Linked DNA regions of Arabidopsis thaliana: region 2 is linked to region 1. A link is a contact called in public ChIA-PET data. All regions are on one chromosome and are shown on one strand. Each heading gives the region's core, a stretch centred on a gene start, on an enhancer-like site or on the middle of the called end of the contact. The rest is flanking DNA. Distances are from core to core; before and after follow the strand shown. Region 1 holds the start of PBA1 (N-terminal nucleophile aminohydrolases (Ntn hydrolases) superfamily protein). Region 2 holds the start of AT4G31420 (Zinc finger protein 622).

Region 1 (5,443 bases), core at 2,496-4,995:
CTGTCAACAGGCCCAAACGTTTTTTTATTGAATTCGGCCCAAACCTATTTTTTTTGTTTAAATGGCCCAAACTATAATTAGATATTGATTTTGAAGAGAAAAATAATTTGTTGTTCTTTGTCAAATTAATAGTATAAATTTTTAGACAAAAATCTTTACTATGAGTCAAGCGAACCCACTTTAACATGTAGTATTTTACTGAACATTTCCAAATTACAAGACCTCATCATCCAATATAGAATACACTCACTCGCCTGATGAGTGATCCAATCCTCAAAAAGCATAGTAACAATTATAATAATGCATTTATTCCAATTTGATATTTGAAATAAACAAAGATATTTTTGTGGAGATTCATCTAGTTTTTGCTTTCTAGAAATATTTTTTATGGTATAATTCGAGAAGAAGCGATTAGTCGTGGGAAACATTTGATAGTTTAGTCTTATTTTTATGTACCAGTGACGTCGGTGATGGCAATGTATGTATATGGCTTTGTGTAACAAATACATTCTGACGTTTGTGTTTTTGTGACTGTGTCTTTGTTTGCCTCAAAATTCAAATTTTAACACTTTTTAAATAAGCCAATAAAAAAAAAAAGGAAAACACTTTTTTGTCTTTAGCTACCAAGGTAGACAAATTATTTGAAACTTGGAATATTTTAGGAATGTGTTTGGCTTCAAAAATAGTGAGATGAACAAATAAATTCTAGATTTTGGATATATGAGTTTCCATAAGAAACAAAACAAATATTTCAATTTATGAATTAGATTAAAAATTTCTTAACATGAGATACCTTGTTTAGAGAACAAAGATATTTCTTTTAGAAACAAGCGTCTTCACCGGCCAGTCACGTGACGAATGGAAAACGGAACAGACAAAAAATCTGCAGAACACAAAAAAAAAAAAAAAACATGCGTGGCATGAACAATACGGTTCGGTCTCCATCTCTCTCTCTATAAATGCTCTTCTTCCCACACATCGCCTCCTCCTCATTAAGATACATCTCGAGAAGCAGAGCAGAGAGAAAGAGATTCCGAGAGAGAGAGAGAAGGAGGGAGAGAAGGAGCTTAGTGGTCTCATTACCATTACCAGCTCCATACGAACCGAAACGACGCCGTTCGCTCAACCCTTTTCTCTGCAATCTCTCTTCCTCCCACGAGTTTCTCAGCTTTTCTCGGATCATCTAATTAAGAGAGGAGATCTTGTCTCACGGTGGGATTGATTTTTCTCTTCACGAAGATCGTGTTCCAGGGTAAAGTTTTGATTTTTATTCATCTTACTCATTTTGGTTAAAGTAGCTTCTGTTCTCAGCGATTTTCTCTGTCTCGTGTTTATGTTTATTGTAGTTCAGGAAATGTTCTTACTGTTCTGTTTGATTATATGATTATTGCACCAAATCTGGCTAGAAAAAGTCAATACCTTTTTCCCTTCTTTCTAGAATTTGGGAACACTGTTTACTAGATTTTTGTCTTTGTTCCAAAAGTTTGTTCATTCATGTCATTTACGGGTTATAACTGCACCACCATTGCTATGGAACGCATAACCTACCTAGAAAATCTTCCTTGCTTTTCAAAATAAAGAAAGGGAGAAGATTTGATTCTTTTATGAACTCTGAGCTGTCCTGAAGAGAACCCAATATTTGAGCTTATCTGTTTACATTTAAAGAGGAAGTGACAATAGAAACGCTGGTCCATCGTGATTTGTCTTACTTGTTTAGCTCTTGTCTTGTCTTTACTACATGGTGCCTTTTTCTGGCATTTACCATCCACAAAATCATGATTTGTGTCTAAATCTTAGATTTTGTCTTTTTTTTTGTGTGTGTGTATGTACAGCAATTAACTGCAGAAAATGGTGATGTGGGTCTTTGGCTATGGCTCTCTTGTGTGGAACCCAGGATTTCACTACGATGAGAAAGTGTTAGGTTTCATCAAGGGATATAAACGTGTCTTTGATCTTGGTAACCCTTTTCTGTTAAGATAACAGTTTTGGTTCTTTGCGTATTTGATTGATTTATCTATTCGTCCCAGCTGTTGATTATTGATTGATTGATTTGTGTTTTGATTTGACTTGGTAGCTTGCATTGATCATAGAGGTACACCAGAACACCCTGCAAGAACTTGCACCCTCGAGAAAGCTGAAGAAGCCATATGCGTAAGTAGCTATTCTTAATATGTGTATAGGATCTTAGAGTCTGTTCATGAGGCCTGCTTGTTACTCACACATTATTCTTTTCTTACTAACATTCCAATACTTTCTTGACAGTGGGGTACTGCATTCTGTGTCCGTGGAGGACCAGAAAAAGAACGTCTGGCTATGGAGGTATGTCCTTGCATCTGAAAACTAGATCGCTTGATGTATCATGGTCATGCCTTTGTGTTGATCTTTCTATTTGTACACAGTACTTGGAACGTAGAGAGTGTGAATATGATCTCAAGACAAGTGTAGACTTTTACAAGGTGAGTCAGGACTCAGCCGAGATTATTGAATAAGCCTATTATTCCTTATGCTACTAAAAATTGACCTCAAAAGTTTCTTCCTTACACAGGAAGATGATCCTCTAAAGCCAGCTGTAACTGGAGTGATAGTGTAAGTTGTTTCCTATGACACGGATCCATCAACAGCTGTTCTCACATCGATTTTTATTTTCTTCTACAAATCTTTGTGTTGTGATTTTGATGGATGCATTTCTTTACAATCTTCAGATTCACTTCTACTCCTGACAAGGTCTCCAACAAGTATTATCTCGGACCTGCGCCATTAGAAGACATGGCAAGGTATACACTTAGCTTCCAGCCCAATTTCTTCTGTTCCTTTAGTTTATGTGCCAGATTCTTGTCCTCACACTTAGCTGTTATTTTGTATATTCAAAGACAAATCGCGACAGCCAATGGACCATGTGGTAACAACAGAGATTATCTCTTCCTGCTCGAGAAGGCAATGCACGACATTGGTTAGTCCAAGCTCCATTTGAAGTCTTTATATGAATAGAACATCTGCCCAGGCTTTGTAGTCAAAGGTTCTGACCTTGATGGTTTTAAGAGAGACATTGTTTTTGATGTGTTAAGCCATTTTTTATTTCACACAGGGCATGAGGAGGACTATGTTATAGAGCTGGCAAACGAGGTGAGGAAGGTTCTGGCCGAGTCCTCGACTAAGAAGGTGACACCGGTGAAGGAATCAAGAGCAAGCCGTGTAGCTAACAAGTCGAAGAACAATGTCCCCACGGCTCATCAGATACTACCTCATCATCCAGAAGCTGTTGCCACTACAATATAACTCTTGTAGTTTTCTTCTTAATTGGCTTTAGAGATGAGTGAAATCAGGTCTTTTTTTTAATAATAATAACAAAGTAAGTTTGTTTTCTGAGTAGAGAAGTGTAATCTTTGTGTGTTTCGAACTTTGTTGTCTTGTGTGTTGTCCTAACGAGTGCCTACTTGTGCACCTTTTGAAGAAGATTAAAGCTAAAACAAAGTTTATAAACTAACGTAAGATCGAACAACATACGTCACATTTCAACAAAATGCAAAACCTTAGAGAAAACTTGATAACATTCCTAATTCCTTCACCGTGGGAGCAAATAACTGAAATGTGTATCGAGCTTGTATTTGGAAGATCCATGGACAAGTAGGTATTGGGCTTGTATTTGGAAGGGCCATGAGGACAAATATGTATTGGGCTTTTATTTGGAAGGTCCATGAGGACAAATAGATATTGGGCTTTCACGTTTTTTATCTGTCGCCTAACAAAACAAAAAAAAAAAGTAAAACCAAAAAAAAGAAAGGAGAGAGGCCGACTTGGGGTATAAGCCAGAGTTCTTCTTCTTTTTCAAGCTTCTTCTTCTCATCAGTCATCACCGGAATCTAATTTATACTCGCAAAACTCAGCGATTCGTTTCGTTTCTGACAAGTTTCCAATTCTACAGCAATGGATCTCAATCTCGATGCACCTCACTCCATGGGAACGACCATCATCGGCGTCACTTACAATGGAGGTGTCGTCCTCGGAGCCGACTCACGTACCAGCACCGGTGAGATTTCCCCCCTTCTCTACTTTTCTAGGGTTTTAGTTCCTCTTCGTTGGGTTTGTATTTGAGTTTTGTTTTCGTTTCAATCGGAACAAAGAATAATCCTAATCGATTGTTCTATTTGGGTAATTTAGAGAAAGCTGTTAAATTTGGGATCTGTTGTAAATTACTCGCGCAGGTATGTACGTAGCGAATCGAGCTTCTGATAAGATTACACAACTGACAGATAATGTCTACGTCTGCCGCTCTGGATCGGTAATAATCTCTCTTAGGGATTTCATTTTTGTTTTTGTTTGACCTGTTCTGCTGTGGAAACTGTTTAGCTTGCTAGACTTCTTATTGAATCTCTTTTGCTTACTGGGTTTCTTACTCGAATGTTTGTTGTTCTTGATTTACTTGCAAATGGGATATTGATTACAACAAGCTCTCTTCTTGTTCCTTTTGCAGGCTGCTGATTCTCAAGTTGTATCTGACTATGTCCGCTACTTCCTTCACCAGCATACGTGAGTGTCTTGATTGACGAAGCTGCATGACTTGATACTTATGCTATCTTATATATCCGGATGATTTAATAATTCGTTTTCTTATGATTTGCAGAATTCAGCATGGACAACCCGCAACTGTTAAGGTTTCTGCCAACCTTATCAGGATGCTCGCATATAATAACAAGGTACAAGTTTGCTTTTAAGCTTGCCGTTTGGTTTGGTTGTTTTACCAGCAATTTAGACTAAGAGTAGTGAGGAATGTGGATGTTGTTCCATTTTCTTGTAGAGAAAACATACCCATACTCGACTCAATCACGGATAACTTTTGTTTGGAAGTTTGACCCTGGGAAATATGACAGTTTGCTTATGTTTTTATTGCTTTATTATGACTAAAGCTGAAAATTTTGGGGCATAGAGATTGATGTTACATGTCAAACCTAGGATGCTAGTATTTATGAATCTCTTGTTGTTCGTAGTGTTACTGTTATGGTTGTTCTCTAGTCTAAAGTACGAACACTATTAATGGAAATGTAGAAAGTCTCTGTTGTAATGCTACTGTATGTAGTGCTCAAGAAGTATCTCAGTTTTCTATACTCCAAATCATATCCAGTTTGTTATTGTATGGTGATTCCTTGTTTTGATTACATGGATTGTTAACTGAAACATTGTATGTCTTTGTTGAGCAGAACATGCTCCAAACTGGTCTCATCGTTGGAGGATGGGATAAATATGAGGGTGGGAAGATCTACGGGATCCCACTCGGTGGAACTGTAGTCGAGCAACCGTTTGCCATTGGAGGTAAAAACTATATTGTTATGAGTCTTATGATATTTAGGTTTTAACAAAGATGTATTCGATTAATTGGTCTTTGCTATTTACTAACTTGAATGGTCCCTTTGCTTCTGTTAACAACTAATGGAATTGTGTGTGTTTG
Region 2 (5,349 bases), core at 1,204-3,703, 59 kb after region 1:
TGTTCTTGGTTTTGGACCTCTTTCTTCTTTTTCTTTTTGTTTCTACACATAAATTTTATTTTAGGTTTGTCTTGTGACATTACTCGCAGCAGTCGCAGCCTTTGTACAAAAACTAAACAAAAAGCCTTTTTGGGATATTGTAGTACCCTTTTGTCGTTGTCTCTTCTTTGTTTTACATGCATCTCTGGACAATGTAGATATTGAGAGTAAATCAGAAGTCAACGTTCGTGTATTAATTTTTAACATTTCTATTTCAGTGAACATACTCTTTTTAAAGCTTACTCTTATTACCAAGTAGCAACACAACTTGGTCAAAGACTCAAAAGTACATGAAATCATCATACAATCCAACACTTGAGAACAAGTGGCACATACACAGAAACTAATATGGGACGTTATTGGGCAAGTTTCTTATGACATTACTCTTCACTCCGATCTTGGTACGCATTGTCTCGCCTCTCTTGCTCATCTCCTTGCGCACTTTCATCCTCAAAGTCTCCTCTTTCGACGGTACTGTCTTCAGACCCAGGCTCTTGTACCTGAGAATTTACCATTTGTTGGAATAACCTTAGTTTACCTTGCCGATTATCTGATTGGATAGACTCGGATGATTAACGGGTTTGGAGAAAACAAACCTTGAAGATAAAGAGGCAATTATCTGGTTGCTGTCTTGAGAAGTTGGGCGTGGCTTCTGTCTGTAGTAACGCATGAATTCACGGGACCCGAGAGTTTTAGACGTTGTTGTGTTCTCGGACTTCTCCGTGATCAAGAGCTCAGAACCACCAACGAGTTCTACAGTATTGTCTGTTTCACCAGATACAACAATTTGCTTTCCAGCTTCATCAACATAGCTGCTCAATTCATATATTCCAAAGAAAGGTGCGGATTAAGATTTGGCATAGAACGAGGAATACAGGCGAGAACAAGAATAATCAGAGATAGAAGAGAGTTGAAACCTGCTGCTGTAGTCATAAAACTCTTCTAGCTCAGCATCTTCTTCATCATCACCATCACCATAATGCAGTTTGCAATGACTCTTTGCTTCCATATGTTTTCTTACAGCTTCTAAGCTGCTGAATGGACGGCACAGCTCATTGCAGTACAGACACATGAAGTCTCTCTTGACCTAAATGATGAGCAATGTATAAGTAAACAGGAGTAAGAATTTCAAAGCTTGACAACAACGAACACTGAATGGTAAATTGATGAGTCCAAACCTTAAGACCAAGGTAAGTGAGAAGCCCTTCAGGATCCTTGAGATACTCAATATCGGGAATAAAGAAACCATGATGCTTATGCATGTGAAGCATACAGCTCTCTAAGGTCTTATGTTTTTTGTCACACATCAAACAGCAGGTTGGATCCAGCTCATACTTATCTGCATCACCATCATCATCCATATCTTCAGCAGATCCAGACTCATTCACATTCAACTTAGACAAAGAATCAGAGGCTTCTTCAGCAGCCAATTCCTCGTCAGAATCAACCTCCACCCATTCATCTTCACTATCATCATCAATGGAACCCCTGTGTTGAACACGGCGAGGAAGTTGCCTGATAATCGCTATATCCTCCTCTCCGTTGATTGATGTCCCTTGTGAAACCCGCAAAACATGGCTACGCGACTGAAGATGCTGCTCATGAGCCTTGGAACTCCTGTAACCTTTAGCACAGATTGCACAAGTATAAAGCATAGGTGCTTCATTTGATTTATTCTTCTCCTGAGCAAGAGCAGATTGTCTAGCCTCAAACAAGGCTTCTGTAACTCCAGGAACTCCAGCCACCTAACATAAAAAATTACAGAAATACAAAGATTCAAATGCCTAGAAGTAACCAAATCTATGATTATTGAAATCCTTGTTCCTTAGTAGAATAAGCTTCAAAACAAATTTTCATATAAACTCTACGATTCCATAACCTTAACTAAACAATTTCGATAGCAAAATGGAAAAGCTGTTTCTCAGAAACTTTCATCTCATCACCGACGCAAGATTTTCCCGAGAAACAGATAGGCTTGAGTTCAAATTCGATAGAGAAAGCAGAAGAAATGAAACCTTGCGCTTGAGATTGTAGCGGTGCCAATCGGATTTGTAATGAAGGTTACGTTCTTCTTCGTCCTTGAACTCCATGTTACACGCGTTACATGTTAAACCAGGCATCTTCTCTCCTTCAATATCGATCGATTCTAGAAATGGAAACTGGAGAAGAAAAGAAAATCAGAGAAAAGATAGTTGGGAGGATAAGATTTGTTGTTGATATGTGTAGAGCAACGACGGCTCGTAAATGGATCGGCGATCGTGTTTGTCTCTAAAAAAGCGTCGATTGATGATGATTGATTGCCATCAAAATGAAAAGGAAGGCGCCCCGCCCATTTTAGATCCGATCGGGTTGGAACTGACCCGTTCCTGACCCGATACAAGAGTAGCCCATTTGGCCCATTCTTTTAGCCTTTTTGTAACACTGACACAGTTGACGAATTAAGTATTACTGTATGAGTAACCAAAAAACATTTTTCTAATATTGTTTTTAAAATAACTACTTACAACTTGATTAATTACTTCGTTTAATCATGTAACTTTTTTTTCTTCCAAATTCTAATCTCTCTATTAAATTACTGCATTTATAAGATCTAAACATCATGTGATATGTTCAAAATATGAAAAGAGAAGAATATAATACATGATTTTACTACGATTAATTTTTTTTAATCGCAATGTTTTGTTTTTGCCTAATTTTATTAGTGGAAGAAATTTTAACCGCAGGCCTGTAATTTAGGAAACTAACTATTCACCCCCAATTAAAAAAAAAAACAAGAAGACGACAAATAACGAGAAATTACCAATTTTTCCTCAACACTTTCATTATTTCCTACAACGAACTTCTCCCTCCTCCTCTCACTTTCACCATGGATTCCGTCTCCGGTTACGCCGCCGGAGCAGGTCAGCCTCGAGTCGGTGGGAAAATTGTTCGACCACGACGCACCGCTGTTGTCAGGACGCCGTGTGAGCGCCCCGTTCAGAGATCCCGAGATCCTCCTCAGCAAAACCCTAGTTGGATCTCCAGGCTCGTTTACAAACCCGCCAGCGTAATTGCTTCCGGCGCCGGAAAATTCATTTCTTCCGTCGTCTTCTCCGACTCTTCCTCATCTTCGGAGGAGGACGAGGATTCATCTTCAGGTTTGTACCATTTATTTCAGTTTAGATAGGATTAATTTGAATTTTTGGTTTATTGTCTGGTCGAATCTGAAAGCTACCGTTTCGTTTGAAATGTGAAGTTTGACTTAAAGCTTTCCCATTTTCTCTTTCCTTTAATATGTGGGACTTAAGAGCAGTTAAGCATTGTTGTACTCTATTTAGTTAGGTTACTTCTAAGCTATAAACTTCATACTAATTCTAAAGCTCTAATTTTTATTCATATAATGTAGTTCTGGGATTGAGAATACCAACCAGCTTTGTTGTGTCTTATTCTTTTAATGTATGGATTTTTATATGTTTTCTTCTTTGTTTGCAGATATTGATGGTGATGAGGATGTTGAGAAGAACAATCCCGATTTTACTGAAGAGGTACTAACCACCTTGTTCGTTTTGGTGATTGCTATGCCACTGTAGTCCTATGATAATTGTTTGAAGTAAAGTTCGTGAAGCTAACACGTTTTCAACTGAGAGTTTTTTTTATAAAAGCATAATTTCAGTTTTTGTGCTTGTGTGAATAGGACCTTCTGAGTGCCCAGCAACCAAGCATTCAACGACTCAGTTCTAAGCGTGTAATTGAGCAGCTTCTCTTGCAAGAAACATTTGCAAGGTATTTCTCTGCCTGGCTTTTTGGACATCATAAGTAGCAGCCTCCTCGACTATTCTTATTATTTACACCTCATAGCTTAAAGAATCTTTCTGAGACGTGTGTAGTTACCAAATCTAAGCTGATCTTGTATCCTGCTTATTCATTCATGTGTATGTTGTTTCAGGGAAGAGGGTGATAGGTTAATAGATATCATCAAGGCTAGGGTTGTAGATCATCCCAGCGTCCCCTCTGCTATTGAGACGAGTCATGATGACTATGGATTGACAAGCGGTATGTTACTGATGGTAGACTGTGCAAGTAGACCGGATTAGTCTATGTGATAACGTCTTCTTTTCTATTTTATTTCTAGACGTGAATGTGGGTGAAATGTCCAATACAGCTGTCATGGAAGCAAGAAAATGGTTGGAGGAGAAGAAATCAGGATCAAGTTCAAAGTATAAAGTAAGTTCTGGAAACTTGCTTCTTAACTGTTCTAATTGCTGCAGCCTGCAGGTATCAACTTTTTTGTGATATCTTGTCTCCGTGCTCTAAGCCATTATTATTATAGAAGGAGACATCTTCTGTTTGGGTAAAATGATTTGATTGTTATATGCCAATCCATGTGATCAGCAACTTAAAGCTCTCTTGCAAAAGTAGGTTGTTCAGAATTCTGCGTGTGGCCATCTGGTGACGTTAATTCTGAAATGTCCTGATTGGGAAATACCTTTTTGTCCGCTTAAAATGCAAAAGATCCATATTGTTGCTCTTCTTTTGACTATGAAGACCATTTACTTACATGATTTTGGTCAACTTCTGATAGCTTCGCTTCACAGTATTCTTTTTCCATTGTACTTTAAATGATGATCACCATCTCAGCCATTAGTTTAAATCTCCAGGCAACTGAAGATGGTGCTGGATCGCCTGTGGACGTGGCCAAGTCTTATATGCGAGCTCGTCTGCCATGGGGATCTCCAGCTGCGAATAATTTAGATTTTCGATCACCATCATCAGCAAGAGTGCAAGGGACACCCCTTCCTTATAGCGCTGGAAACTTTTCCTCATCCAAGGTTAGAATTTTAAGTTCTCCAGCAGTGCATACTTTTCTTTTGGTCAAATGTTGTTTGAAAGTCTGAAGTCGTTTCATCTTGGTTTATGAGATAAAATTCTCTGCTTAACTTCTATTGTTTATGTTAGATAACCACGAGGAATTTGTGGGACACTATTTCCAGCTATTCCTAAAGAAAAGTTGCATACCGTTATATGTATTTTCAATGGCTCTCTCAAATTTACCCTTATTCATTCTGACATTGGTTACCAAATGCAGCTGAAAAGGAAGTCCGGTTCTAATCAGTCATGGAATATTCAAGATGAAATTCGCAAAGTCAGAGCTAAAGCAACCGAGGAAATGCTTAAAAGTCCCAGTAGTGTAGCCTCTTTGGAACCTAAATACAGCCCCTATGTTTTAGCGACTGATATGCTCAAAGGAAATGCTTCGTCTTTGAATGCTGATGGAGGTGTTTTTTTTCTTTCTTTATTCACACGTGGAAGAAGTTTTTCAGTAAGACATGA

Evidence for each region. ChIA-PET counts read pairs in DNA pulled down with a chosen protein or histone mark.
Region 2: a contact with region 1 is called in an H3K4me3 ChIA-PET map of shoot, with 10 read pairs. The contact joins the promoter of AT4G31420 here to the promoter of PBA1 in region 1. A contact is called at or near these places in 3 of 26 Hi-C or Micro-C datasets (root, rosette leaf and shoot) and 1 of 2 datasets of contacts at active chromatin or transcription factors (shoot).

The regions. Positions count from the first base shown.
Region 1 is chr4:15,185,003-15,190,445 of TAIR10.1, forward strand. It overlaps PBA1 (N-terminal nucleophile aminohydrolases (Ntn hydrolases) superfamily protein), which reads left to right and starts at 3,746. Exons shown (of 9, transcript NM_001203950.1): 1 at 3,746-3,799; 2 at 3,923-4,027; 3 at 4,203-4,279; 4 at 4,472-4,527; 5 at 4,622-4,694; 6 at 5,196-5,307. The coding sequence starts at 3,925. It overlaps AT4G31290 (ChaC-like family protein), which reads left to right and starts at 773. Exons shown (of 9, transcript NM_119278.6): 1 at 773-1,252; 2 at 1,833-1,957; 3 at 2,075-2,151; 4 at 2,263-2,319; 5 at 2,400-2,456; 6 at 2,546-2,586; 7 at 2,703-2,774; 8 at 2,871-2,950; 9 at 3,086-3,482. The coding sequence starts at 1,849. The coding sequence ends at 3,276. AT4G31280 reads right to left here and starts at 1,003. Exons shown (of 2, transcript NM_119277.1): 1 at 927-1,003; 2 at 799-883. The coding sequence starts at 1,003. The coding sequence ends at 799.
Region 2 is chr4:15,245,605-15,250,953 of TAIR10.1, forward strand. It overlaps AT4G31420 (Zinc finger protein 622), which reads right to left and starts at 2,454. Exons shown (of 5, transcript NM_202923.2): 1 at 2,055-2,454; 2 at 1,218-1,784; 3 at 957-1,126; 4 at 636-854; 5 at 212-539. The coding sequence starts at 2,159. The coding sequence ends at 383. It overlaps AT4G31430 (flocculation protein), which reads left to right and starts at 2,852. Exons shown (of 14, transcript NM_001036687.1): 1 at 2,852-3,176; 2 at 3,511-3,563; 3 at 3,713-3,801; 4 at 3,965-4,071; 5 at 4,151-4,242; 6 at 4,677-4,847; 7 at 5,105-5,294. The coding sequence starts at 2,906. It overlaps AT4G31410 (E3 ubiquitin-protein ligase, putative (DUF1644)), which reads left to right. Exons shown (of 4, transcript NM_119290.3): 4 at 1-234.